3 separate regions of the Mus musculus genome follow, and regions 2 and 3 are each linked to region 1. A link is a contact called in public ChIA-PET and HiChIP or PLAC-seq data. All regions are on one chromosome and are shown on one strand. The core of a region is the stretch at or near the end of the contact, and the rest is flanking DNA. Distances in the headings are between cores, read along the strand shown.

Region 1 (4,096 bases), core at 760-3,259:
TTTTCAAGACAGGGTCTCACTATGTAGCCTTGGCTGACCTGGAACTCACTATGTAGATCAGTGCTGGGATTAAAAGTGTGTGCTACTACACCCAGCTACCCTCAGGTTTCTTAAAGTACTAATAAGTAAGCTATTACTTAATTTAAATTTATATTTATGTGCTTACCCTGTGTGTATGTGTGTGTGCGCGCACGTGTGTGTGTGTGTGTGTGTGTGTGTATGTGTGTGTGTGTGTTCAGGCATCCAATAAAGCCATAACTCCCTGAGCCCCTTACAACCAAGTAGGTTCATATGACTAATTCTGGACCAAGAATGTGGGCAGAGATGACTCAGACTACTTCCAGGCCCAGCTCCTAAAAGACCTTCCTGAGGTACCATTTCTGCTATCTTAGTTTTGTTTGTTTGTTGTTGTTGTTGTTTAAATGAATGCTGAGAGCCAGTAGTGACCTGCAAAGACCTTAGGTTCTGCTGAGGTCACTAGATAGAAGCCAGAGGGTTTCTGGGTGTCTGAGTGAGGCCTCCCTCTTTTGTGTTGAATGAGAACAAATAGGAGACCACAGAACAAAGCAACCCGCCCTAGCTAACAGGATATCTGAAGGCTTCTGCCTCAGCCATCCACTTTCTGGGAACCTCCTACCTGTAACCCTAGATACCTGTGTGGTGCTGTGCTACAGAAAGGGGCAGACTGACCTCCCGTGGGGTCTTTACTGAGAAGGAAGCGATCATGGCCAGAGAGACCCAAAGGTTAGCCCTCGAAATCAGTCAGGTGGTGCGCTGTTAACTCTCACAGCTGTCATTCCCTTGAGCCCTCTGGGTTTAGTTTTGCCTTTCTGCACCAGAGGCAGGGAGGAGTGGAGAAGGCCCCAGAGCTCCACCTCCGAGCTGCTCTACTACAGGTACCCCTGGCAGCCTCCTGAATAGTAGGAGTTCACTCACATGTTTTTGTGGAGGAGGATTTGAAGGAGGGATTTGAGTTTTTCCCTAGAGACGCCAGAGAGACAGTTTCATCTCTGCACAACAGGCTCGCCCAGCTCCTCATATAAGCTGTTTCTGTGGTTACCTGTCTTCTGGGATATTTGCAGTGGGTGGGCATGGCAGGTGCGATCTGCCAGAGTATGCTGGGAGTCTGAAGGAAGCACCACTGGGACCCACAAGGCCAGATGTCCCTATTATGGGAGATGTCAACCAAGCCCCCGCCTCCTCACCAGGAAACTGAAACCACACTGAATGTCAGGGAGGCAAAGACCCCAAGAAGGATTCTGGATCTCCTCGTTGTCCAGTTTATTGGTGAGGAAACCGAGGCTGAGGGAATCCAAGGGTTTTCTTGGCAAGATGGCTGGATGAGTTAGCAGAAGTAATTACAGCTGGAACGTAGGTCTTCCACCTCCAGGCCAAGCTCTTCTCTTAAACCACGCGCAGGAAAGTGGGTGACAGATGCACACGGGACTGATGTGGAGAGGGAGGAGATCCTTGCAGGCATCCCAGATGGTCCTGGGGAGCCTAGGGCAACTCAAGCCTCTTTTCCACTTCCCTGGCCATTGGGACTGTACTTCCTTCCAAGTACGGCGGGGGCGGGGGCGGGGGCGGGGTGGGTGGGTGCTGGCGTAAGGCCGGCCCTTTTGGGCACCGCCTCTCGGCCTCTCCCCACCCGCAGGCCAGAGGCCAAGGGTTAGGGAGGTGGGGCCAGTGCTCGGCCCCTCCCCTGCTCTCCTTCCCCTTCCACCCCCCCAGAGTCTCCCCGTCCCGAGTCCCAGTGGCCTTAACACCCATCGTATCCTCTGCTGCGCTGAGAATCTGCGAGTGATCAGGGAGCTATATGGACCAGAGTGGGCGCACCGAGGGTCCAGCAGCGGGTGTGGCAAAGGGCGGGGGCGTGACCAGGCTGCGGCTGAGGCGGGGCTAAGACTGGGGGCGTGGTCGAAGCAGGAGGCGGGTCCGTTGGAAACTTGAGTGCCCGCCCTTGCGATGCGCCCCGCCCCGGCCTCCGCCTCCGGGTCCCGCCTTCTCTTCCCTTCCTTCCCGGGCTGGCGGCGGCTGCGGGTGGTGGACCTGCAGAGCGGCCGTCGCCCACACCTCGCTCTCTCCTGGGCCGGCGGATCCTTTTGTCTCTCCGAGCGGCGAAGGTCGCAGAGCAGGCGCGGCGGCTGCGGGAGCGCAAACGCCCGCTCTCTCGGTCACCTCCCCAGCCTCGGCCACCGCAGAACTTGGGCTCGAGAAGCCAGCGGACCGCGTCCAGCTCCAGAGCCGGTAGGAAAGGGGAAACTGCGGGACTGCGGGGTTGCATGGAGGGAGCGTGTGTGACCCGCTCGCTGCGACCCGGCTGTGAGTGAACGGGTGTGTGTGCGCCGGTACTGATGGTGCCTGTTTCTCTGCGTAGTGGGCTTGCAGCTGACCGCGGACGGTGGCGTGGCTCTAGAATGGCGTGTCCTCGTGGGGATCGTTGCGCTCGATGGGATGTGCACTTTTCAGACTACGTTTGTGGAATTGTGTGTCAGGGCACAGTTGCCGGTGGGGATGGGGACTAGTGCTGGCGGGGTCGAGGGGGGAGCCGCTGTGCGCAGAGTGGGGGTGGCGGGGTGGGCGTGGGCGGTCTGCCCGGGCAAGCTGAGCCCCCGGTTGGTGTCGCTCCGCGCAGTGCGTAGCTCAGGAACCTGAGGGTACGACTAGAATCCGATGGGCAAAGTGCCTGCCTGGTGGCAGCGGGCGTTGACACCCCTCACGGGGTGGGGTGGGGGCGGCAGGTCCACAAGGTTCACTTGGATAATTGTGAGCTTTGATGAGGGATGGGGACCCGCTTGGCTGTGTTCAGCTCTGGGACAGTGGGAAAGACCAACCCAGCCCTGGCCTCGCCGTGACCCGCCCTGAGACCTGAGCCTGACTGAGATGGGCCACCTTTTTGAGTCGCAGTTGGCGTCTGTATCAAGTGAGGGCGGCCCCTCAGGGGCTATCTTGACAGTGTGAGAACGTACTACACGTAGTTCTTGACCCAGAGTCTTGCGCACAGTAGGTGCTCTTCATTGGATTCTCATCTCTTTAAATCTTTTTCTGCCTTTATTGAGGATGACGCTCTCATTTCCTCCTATACGGTGGTTTGTGCCTCCTTCCTTGATCTAACTTCACAGCGAAAGCTTGGAGAGATTGAGAAAGTTTAGGCGGCTGGGTGCGTTGCCTTCTCTCCGCACCTTACTGGCTGCTTGACACGGCCTTCGGGTGTGCGGGGAGCTCGCAGCGTAGGGCGCTAGCCCGGAAGGCTCCTGCGCCCCGGCAGCGTTCCGGAAGGCTGCGACTACAGACTCGCGAGCCCTTTTGTTCAACAAGTGCTTGGAGGATGTCGATCTGGAATTAGAGTTGCGTTGAGAAAGTGGCCGGCTCTGTAGACTGGCAGTCTGGGGTTTCAGGAACCTTTCTTCCCGGCCTGGTCATTCAGGAAGCCACCCTCTATTCTAACCACTAACAAGTCCACCCAGAAGAGGGTGTTCGCCAGGACTCCAAATCCTGTTAGACACCCTCCACCCCCACCCCCAAGCCCCGCCTGCCTTGACTCCCATGCAGTCAGCCTGATACAGGAGGATGAGGTCCGGGTGGCACCCTCCTTCCAATTCCACCCCTTCATTTAAGAAAACAAATGTATTTAGTATTGAAACCTGGTAAAACTGCACTATCCTGAATATGCATACTGATCTTGGCAGTTCAGCCTACCCCATTTCAGTATTTGCACTGCGCCAGGCAGAGGGGCGGGCATGGGGCTGCGTCAGGGACCTGCCAGATCCCTTGATTATTTCCCCTCCCTACCTTGTTGTTCTCAGGATCCTTCCCTGTTTAAAAACAGCTTTTAAGCCAGGCTCTCGAAATGGGGCACTGGTGGGAATGCTTGCCACCTGCCTTTGTATGGGATATGTTCCAGAGTCCTGCATGCTCTGTGGTGCTCCCTACTTATTCTCTGTAAGAAGCTGGAAGGTTTAGCAGGTGTTGTGACATTGGAGCAGAAACCTCCGGTTTGGGTCCTTTGATTTGTCTCCTGAGTCCTGAGGTCTTTGAGATGATGGCCATCCAGGGATGTCATAAGCTGATTTTTAAATCCTGATGTCAGGGACTC
Region 2 (4,171 bases), core at 174-2,673, 270 kb before region 1:
AGTTTTGGTTTTTTAGAGACAAGAGTCACTCTACAGAGAGCCCAAGCTGGCTTAACCATAGCTCAGGCTGGAATGTGTTTTTACCTACGTGAGTGGAATTGCAGTCATGTTGCCGCTCTGTCCTTAGCCTTTAGAGAAACTGCTAAATAGCTTTGCAGGGTGGGCACACCATAGCTGTGCAACTTGCTTTGTCCAGGATTACTCTCAGACCACTGCTGCAGACTGCTTTTATTGTTTATTTTCTGTTGCATTTGTCTTGCTTCGTGCGCTCCCAGCTAGTGCTTGGAATGGAATAGACACTGGAAGGACAGCCTGTCAGCTGCCCCTTCAGGTCTTCTCAAGAAAACCTCATGTCCTGGTAAACGCTGGTAGGAAGCGGCAGTGATTGTGTTCAGTGTAGCCATAGGAGTTAGGCCACTTTGGGGGGTGGAGGATGGCTGAGCTTGAGAACAGTCTTCCTGTGGGCTGGAGCTGGATAGTCACGTGACAAACAAGCAGGAGAAAAGTTTGTAGTTAGGGGCTAAAGAGATGGCTCAGAAGTTAAGAGCATCTGTTGGCTTTTTGGTTTTTTGTTGCTTTCAACAAATAGGGTTCAGTTCCCAGCACCAACATGGTGGTTCACAAACATCTGAAACGCCAATTCCAGGGGATCTGATGCCCTCTTCTGACCTCCACAGAACCAGGCCCACACATGATACATATATATGAAGATGAAACACTCATATACATAAAACACAGTTTTAAAATACTTTTAGGGTTTTTAAAAATTCTTATTTAGTAGAGCAGAAGAAATGGCTCCATGGAAGAGAGTGCTTGCTGTTCTTTCAAAGAGCCTGAGTTTACTTCCAGCACTGACATCAGAAGGCTCACAGCCACGTGTAAGTCCAGCTCCCAGAGAACCTGCCTCCCTCTTCCAGCTTCACTCTCGTACAGCACACACTCATGCAGATTGTTCCGGTAATTTAAAAAATTTTAAGAGTAAACATCAGGTCTAGCAAGGTGCCTGAATGGGTAAAGACACTTGCTGGCAACCTAAGTTTGGTCCTAGATCCCTCATGGTGGAATGAAAGAGCTGGCTACTAGAGGCTGTCTGACTACCCACAAATGCTCCTTCTCTGCACTAAATAAACAAAATGCAGTAAACAAGAAATAAACAGCAGCTGAGGGAATCCCTGCAGCGAAGCACAGTCGGTGGGAAAAACAGTCGCTATGAGAAGAGCTGGGGAGGTTACTTAGCTTGCTTCTTAAAGGGCTAACCCAGTGGGGCTGGCTAGCACTGGCAAAAGCAGTTTACCGAGTGCTAGTCTTGACTGGATTATTGTGGTAAATCCTGGGCTTGCAGATTTTAATACAGCTTAGTAAAGCATTGAACCATTATCCTTTAGAGACCTGAAATAACTCCTTATGTTTATCCCATGAGTCACCACAAGGCAGTCCAGGAAAGACAGCAACAAAATGGGATGTATTGTGTTTAAATATTCACTCAGACTTGCCCAGCTTGGAAATTATTTTTGTAGCAGAGAAAGTAAACAGTCAATAGTCAGCAGGTTTTAGATAAATACACATGTCCATCAACACAAATTTTCATGCTTTACACGTTGCTGTGTTTGTGAGTTATTTACCCACTTATCAGCTTCCCCACCCCCTATCCATTCATCAAGCATCCAAGGAATGCCTGGTATGAATGAACTAAGACCCTCCTAGACGCTGAGGACAGGAAGGACACATGTCTGTTACTCCTAGCCTAGCAGATATCCTCTGATCAGAGAGGTGTGGAAGGGAGAAAAGAAAGAAAGGGGCTTGATTTAGGGAAAACTCAGGAAACCGTTTGTGAGAGTCCTGTTGGAACTGGTCTTTTGAAAGGTAGAGTGCTGAGCATTCAGTGGGGTGTGGACAAGTCCCAGCAGACCCCTGGAAAGCCATGGAGAACTGTCCAGCTGAGATTAACATCATCGGACCTGTCCTCAGCAGTCCCTCCCTCAGTAACACAAACACCTTGTGTAACGATACTGCGTGTTCATCGGAGAATTAAGTCATAGAAGCAGAAGAGGCCCCTGTTCAGAAACCCATGGTCAAGTCTCTCAGCTTTAGACCAATGGTATGAAAGAGACTGTACTTCCAAGGAGCCACTCAGACTGTCAAAGAGAGTCTGAGAAGAGATAGAGCTGTCCCTCATACCCAGAAAGGTCCATGTGCCTAGACCCTACCCAAGGCCAGGGGCAAGAGGAGCTTACAGACTCAGAGCCAGGTTATTACCCAAAAGGCTGTGTGAAGGTAGGGGAGGCAGACACCAACTCTAACAGTGGCTCCTGATTTAAACCCCGAAGCAGAATGGAACAGTTGAGGGTAGCACTGAAATGTCCAGCATGTTCCCTGTGAAGTGAAGCAAATCTGACATTCAAAGCATAGAGCTGGAATTGCAGCTTGTGTTCATAAGGTGTCTTCTTGGTGGTGTCCCAGTGGACACATGGAGCCCTAAGGCTGGGCTTGTGGTATGTGTTCATTTGAGAGATGCTAGCCCTTTTGTATGATGTGCAAGGCTACAGAATACTGAGGACATGTTTAGTAAGAAATAGAATCCCAGGGAAAACATGTTTGTTGAGTCAGATAAATGCCATACATCTGGTTAGTTGAGTGTGCTGAGAGATTGAAACATCACATTTTTGACTGCTTAATTGATCACCCTCACTGGAGCTTATGAAGCACCACTTGCAAACTAGCAATATTGAGAGTATTTGAAACTTTTATAGGAAAAGCAAAGTTTTGTCAGTTATTTAAAAGATGCACTTATTTAGTGTGTATGTATATGTGCTTACCTGAGTTTATGTGCATGAAGTATGTGCAGATACCCTGGAGTTTTAGACAGATGTGGTCTCTGATGTGTGCTGGGAATCAGACTGGGTCCTCGGCAAGGACAGAGATGTTCTTAGCCAGTGGCCCCAGCACTGGTGATTTAGGAGTACCTAGTGTTAAAACGTGAAACACTAAAGCACTGTTTATATTTTATGTTTGGATTCCATTTACCATGTAACTAGAATCTGTTCTGGGGAACATTGAGGTCCGTTGCCTTCTGCTTTTTAGCTTGCCTTCCCCTGCAGAGGGATTAAAAAACTGGTTGAAGAGTGATTTTTTTTTAATTAAATGTTGCTAATTAAAGAAATTATAACGTATGTGTGTATTTTAAGCCTCAAAGAAGTAAGTCGTTCTCCTTTCCTGGGGCAGCTAATAAATAACTCATTTGATTTTTTTTCCCCCTTGTAGTTTATGCCCATTTTCTTTTTTATATTAAGGTATCCTTACTAATCGTTTAGGCTCTTCCCTTTATGTTCTACCCTGGATAGCTGGGTGTTTCAGCTCCTAATCTTAATTCCTGTGTCTTCTCTTTGTAATCAGCATAATGTTTTTTTAACTTGTCCTGCTTATATTTTTTTTTCCTGAAATACGTAATTGTACCAACTAGAAAGTGTCTGAAGTGACCTGAAGCCTGGGCTCGAGGGGATAAGGAGGGCCTGAAGTAAAGGAAGCCAGCCCATCCCCTACCTGCCTGCTTCCCTGCATCCTGTCCCATGTGCTGCTGCACTGTGTCTGTCCTGCATCTTCTCTCTGACCAGTCACACTCAAGCAGCAGACGATGACCTGCCGGGTAGCAGCCACACACTGATGTTCAAAGGGAGGGGAGGGGAGCTTGCTTTAATGTAGAAGTCTGCACACCATCCGAGCTGTCTCTGATCTTCTGCCATGGCTCGTCCTAACACTCAGCTTGCCTCTCTGAGCAGCCTAGACAGAACAAGTTTTTACAGGTACAGGAGGAGAGAACATTGGGAGAAAGGCAGTTATGTGCCCTAGTGTGGAGGAAGTCGGGGTGTTCTTAAAGAGTAGTAATTTCCCACAATTGACTTGAAAAGTCTTTTACTTCCCAAATTAAGGTGCTCTGTGGCCCACTTTGTCTCGGTGGCTCCATAGTTCAGAATTCCTGCTAACTTTGAAGCTCGACGTTTCGAGCTGTAAAAAGAGCAGCCGTGACCAGGTTGAGGAGTCTGCCTAGATGGACAGCCTGCTGCACCAGTCAGCTCGTGCCTCACTTTTGAGTTTTTTAAAAAATTGCAACTAGATTTTAATTCCTTCCAGTTTGTCATATGGAAGCTTGTCACTGGGAACACTTGATGGACAT
Region 3 (4,017 bases), core at 686-3,185, 300 kb before region 1:
GCTTGTAGCTGGTCTTTGCTACTTTGTGGGTTCTTCTTTTTCCCACCCTTTATTCCCCCCCCCCCCGGCCCCCAATCCTTGGTTTTACCCCCTATCACTGGATAGGAGAGAAAGGATAGAGAGACATAGTGAGAGAGCAAGTCATAGCTGCTACAAAGTAGCCTTCTATCCTCACTCCTGGGATTAAGAGAAAGCATTCTTACTATATTTCTGTGTTTTGTTTTGTTTTGTTTTGTTTTGTTTTGTTTTGTTTTAAGAAACCAAAATTCTAGAGTTCATTACACATAGGTCTGTGCTCCCAGAATTTTCTTTGTGAGACAGGGTCTTACTACACACCATAGCTCTAGAGCCTCCTGCCTCCACCTTCATCTTCCAAGTGTTGAGAGTACAAGGCATATGCTACCACATTGCCCATGACATTTTAAGTTAATTTTCTGTTCCATTTGATTATATTCAACTTGAATTTAAAACCTGCTGTCTGTGTAAGAATTTAAAACAATGAAATTGAAGCTAAGAAACATATAATGACCAAAATACAAAAAGGAGGGAAGTTTATAAGATATAGTTAGAAAATTTAGAATGGGCAATGAAGACCACATCTATAAAAAACAACAGAAGACTTTGTTCAGCTAATGAAGTCCAAGAGCCTTTGAGACACCTGTGTACATGGGATATATGACAGAGGGGACAGTGAGGGGTTCTCCTGAAAGTCTTTGTATTCATTGAGAAGTTTTTCTGGTAGTTATAGATTGGTGAAATTTAGAAGTTCAGGAATTATCAGGTATAACCATTCTCAGAAAGCATGTTTTCATGATGTAAGGAAAAGTGAGATCTTAAAGGCAGTGTGCGTAAGGTGAGGCAACACCAACAAACTGGACTAAAGCAGAGATCTGCCATCATTGAGTGTGTAGGAAGAGCCCTCGGGTGTGAGGACAGACACATCGAAGCTGCCAGAGCTAAGAGAAGTGGGATTTGAGTGAAAACATGGTGTACTCTGATTAAATTCAGATTTGAATTTAGAGACAGGTAGTTTGCAGATGTCATCAAAGGATGCTGCTTAATGTTCACCTACAGGAAGGGTGGAGAAGGAAGCTGGGTCTGGTGGGGGGGGGATTTGGAAGGATGTGGATATTGCAGATGCTAACTTAAGGGGGGCGAATGTGAGGCTAATGAGCAACACACTTCAAGTGAAGGAGTTGGAATCCAAGTTCTGAATGTTTTCACTAACTTCAACTAACAAAAGGAAAGGAGTGGTCTTCAGATTTCTTGTTTGTTTCTTTGTTGACTAACCCAAGCTCACAGCATTTCTTCCTAAATGAATTGTATCTGTAAATGAGTTTAAGTGTGAGCTTGTTCTCCAGGGCAATGCTCTTGTTTGGTACTGTTGTTCATTTATGTTTATATCTATGAAGTGAGAGGAAATACACAGTGTTAGATGGCAAGGTGTGCTGTTTTCAACTTTCCAAAGAGGAAATGAGAGCTTCCTATTCTAATCTAAACACTCTTGGGCAGTAACAGTATCTGTGACATTTTTCTTAACAGAGGAAACCCTCTCCACTTCCCATCACAATTATTGGGCAACAAAAATAGCAGACATACCTAAGGCATTAAAGTGTATAAATCAGGAAGTAATTTTCTGAGCATCCTGCCACATTTTCAAACATTGATTTCAGTTCTGGTTGGTTTAAAAATATGTAATTTACATGTGGAAATATTTGCTACACATATGGCATATGTGACATTATGTTAATGTATCAGATGATTCCTATTTTTTCTTAAGTGAGCACATGTCTAATGTTCTTTCTTGAAATGAATGACTTCCTGTCTGACAGTAGTTTGAGTCTGGTGATGACCCAAGCCTTACCTACCAGCTCTATTCTCCCATCTTGGGGCTTTCCTGGCTGATCTCTCTGTCATTCTTCTTTGGAAATGAATCCTATAAGCCAGTTTCCTGTGAGTGACGTCATTCAGATGGCAGCGGGAGAGCACGTGTTTGCACCGTGGCTGGAACTGCCTGAGGATGTCAGACTGAAGTCAAGACTTAGTCTCTTTGATTCATTTCCCCAGGAGCTGTATTTTCTTTTCTTAAAAATAGAAGGCAAAGGGCCAGAAATGTAGCTGAAAGGTGGAGATATTTGGGCTTACACAGAGCAAAGGGAGACAGCAATCGGATGTGTACTGTCTGTCTTCCTGTTGGCTGTGCTCCCGAAAATCTGACTTCTAGTCCCCTTAACACAGAATTATCCCCAGTGAGGGAGAAGCTGTGTGTGGCTTTGCTTTTTTATGTTTATTTATTTGTTTGTTTGTTTAAAATTTATTTATTTAAAAATTTAAAGGCAGAGGGTCTTGCTATGTAAGCTGACTGGCATTGAACTCCCTGGCCACTTACTTTCTTTGACATCAGGCCTCAGTTGTGTTGCCTAGGGTGATCTCAAACTCCAGCTCTAAAGCAATCCTCCTGTGTCAGTTTCCTCTGTATCTGTGACTAGAGGTACACACCCAGCTTAGTATGTTTTTACCTTCTTATGGAACACAGTGGTATTGTTGGCTGGGAATCAAGTGACAGGTCGGAAGTGAAGGAAAGGTCGGCGTGCCTGTCTGTTCCTTGCATGGCTGCCCATAACCATATGCCATCATTCACCTGCTCCTCACTACAGTTTCTAGACGGCTTTCTAGCTCACAACAGACCAGGGAGAAGGGCCTGCCTTCCTATCAGTAATCTGTACAGGGTGGCATATCTCTACACTGCTGAAGCCACGCTGACTTAACATCATCAGCCTGAGTCTACAACTTGCATTAGTGGCCACTCAAGGTGTTGTGCATTGGTGAATTTTCACAGATGACTGTGCCACTATATACCATGATGGTGTCCTATCAAAACCTGTTCCAGCCGGGCGTGGTGGCACATGCCTTTAATCCCAGCACTCAGGAGGCAGAGACAGATGAATTTCTGAGTTTGAGGCCAGCCTGGTCTACAGAGTGAGTTCCAGGACAGCCAGAGCTACACAGAGAAACCCTGTCTCGAAAATCCAAATACAAAAACAAAACAAAATAAAAAACCTATTCCTCCCTCTCTCAGCCTTGCAGGCCTCAGTAGATCCTGACCTCCTATTTGTCTTATAGGCTTGCCTTTTTTCTAGAATACACAGCTCTATCTATCTACTACATAGTCATTTCAGACTGACTTTTCCTATAGTAATCTGATTCAGGTTCCCGTATCCCTTCTTGCAGCCTACTTACTAGATTATTTCTATCTTTTATGTCAAGACTGACTGTGTAGATGTGCAACACTTTGTTATACCTGCTAACAAATTCCTTATTTACCCATTGCTGTGACAATAGGCTAGTCACATTGTGTCCATAGTCAGAGAGCAGATTGGGGTCTGCCCTGGTCCTTACTATACCCAGGGTTACCTGGGATGTGACCAGGATGCCTAAAGGACTGAGTTTTTCAGTTTTGTTCCATCTTAATTTTTCTTTAAATAGCCATATGTGGCTAGCAGTGACATGTTGGAATGTTGCACGGTGCATCTTAAATACCCCAGAGTCAGTCTTAGCTGTTAAGTCATGTAACTTAGACCACTTAGCTTCAGTCTTCATAAATGACAGCTCAAGTCAGATAAAGTTTTTGTAAACCTCTCTTAAAGGGTGCTGTACATTCTGAAAGGCCCGGATGGACCTGTGAGAGACTGCTTCAGTTCCGTTTCAGAAGTGGGTTTCTCCTCTTACGTTATTGGTATGCTTCCTTCCACCAGGCCACTGGTCCTCTTTCTTTGCTTTGGTTGTTAAGCACTGTGGGGCTAAATCTTTGCTTCACCCAGAACAGCTGCTTCCTAACAGATTGCATGGTTCTTCCCTGCCCAAGAGCTCTCTCCCTCTCCGCTTTTCCTCTTCCACCTTCTTCTCCACCTTCCTTCCCAGCACCCTTCTTTCTTTTTACTCTGAGATTATTTATTTATTTTTATGTAAAGCTTTCTTCACAGCCATGGTAATGGTTAGGTTTTTTGCATGGTGCTT

The links. ChIA-PET counts read pairs in DNA pulled down with a chosen protein or histone mark. HiChIP or PLAC-seq counts read pairs in DNA pulled down with a chosen protein or histone mark.
Region 2: a contact with region 1 is called in an H3K27ac HiChIP or PLAC-seq map of trophoblast stem cells, with 14 read pairs. The contact joins the enhancer-like site here to the promoter of Hpcal1 in region 1. A contact is called at or near these places in 6 of 39 promoter capture datasets (the C10 cell line, the HPC-7 cell line, cranial neural crest and 3 more) and 3 of 115 datasets of contacts at active chromatin or transcription factors (extraembryonic endoderm stem cells, pancreatic cancer cells and trophoblast stem cells).
Region 3: a contact with region 1 is called in an RNA polymerase II ChIA-PET map of memory CD8 T cells, with 16 read pairs. The contact joins the enhancer-like site here to the promoter of Hpcal1 in region 1. A contact is called at or near these places in 10 of 39 promoter capture datasets (the C10 cell line, the HPC-7 cell line, HPC-7-derived erythroid cells and 6 more), 5 of 484 Hi-C or Micro-C datasets (the CH12 cell line, the N1E-115 cell line, natural killer cells and 2 more) and 4 of 115 datasets of contacts at active chromatin or transcription factors (T-cell acute lymphoblastic leukemia, effector CD8 T cells, embryonic stem cells and 1 more).

The regions. Positions count from the first base shown.
Region 1 is chr12:17,688,800-17,692,895 of GRCm38.p6, forward strand. It overlaps Hpcal1 (hippocalcin-like 1), which reads left to right and starts at 2,010. Exons shown (of 5, transcript NM_001361645.1): 1 at 2,010-2,247.
Region 2 is chr12:17,418,873-17,423,043 of GRCm38.p6, forward strand. The region is part of intron 19 of Nol10 (nucleolar protein 10); the gene reads left to right. Among named protein-coding and RNA genes, the nearest start is that of Gm36752, 16 kb to the right of the region's middle. Within about 2 kb of position 1,424, at least 56 of the 459 cell types and tissues checked have an H3K27ac peak or open chromatin away from gene starts, as enhancers often do. A contact at or near this core is called in embryonic stem cells, pancreatic cancer cells and trophoblast stem cells, where this site is marked.
Region 3 is chr12:17,388,741-17,392,757 of GRCm38.p6, forward strand. The region is part of intron 13 of Nol10 (nucleolar protein 10); the gene reads left to right. Among named protein-coding and RNA genes, the nearest start is that of Mir3066, 35 kb to the left of the region's middle. Within about 2 kb of position 1,936, at least 43 of the 459 cell types and tissues checked have an H3K27ac peak or open chromatin away from gene starts, as enhancers often do. A contact at or near this core is called in the HPC-7 cell line, memory CD8 T cells and regulatory T cells, where this site is marked.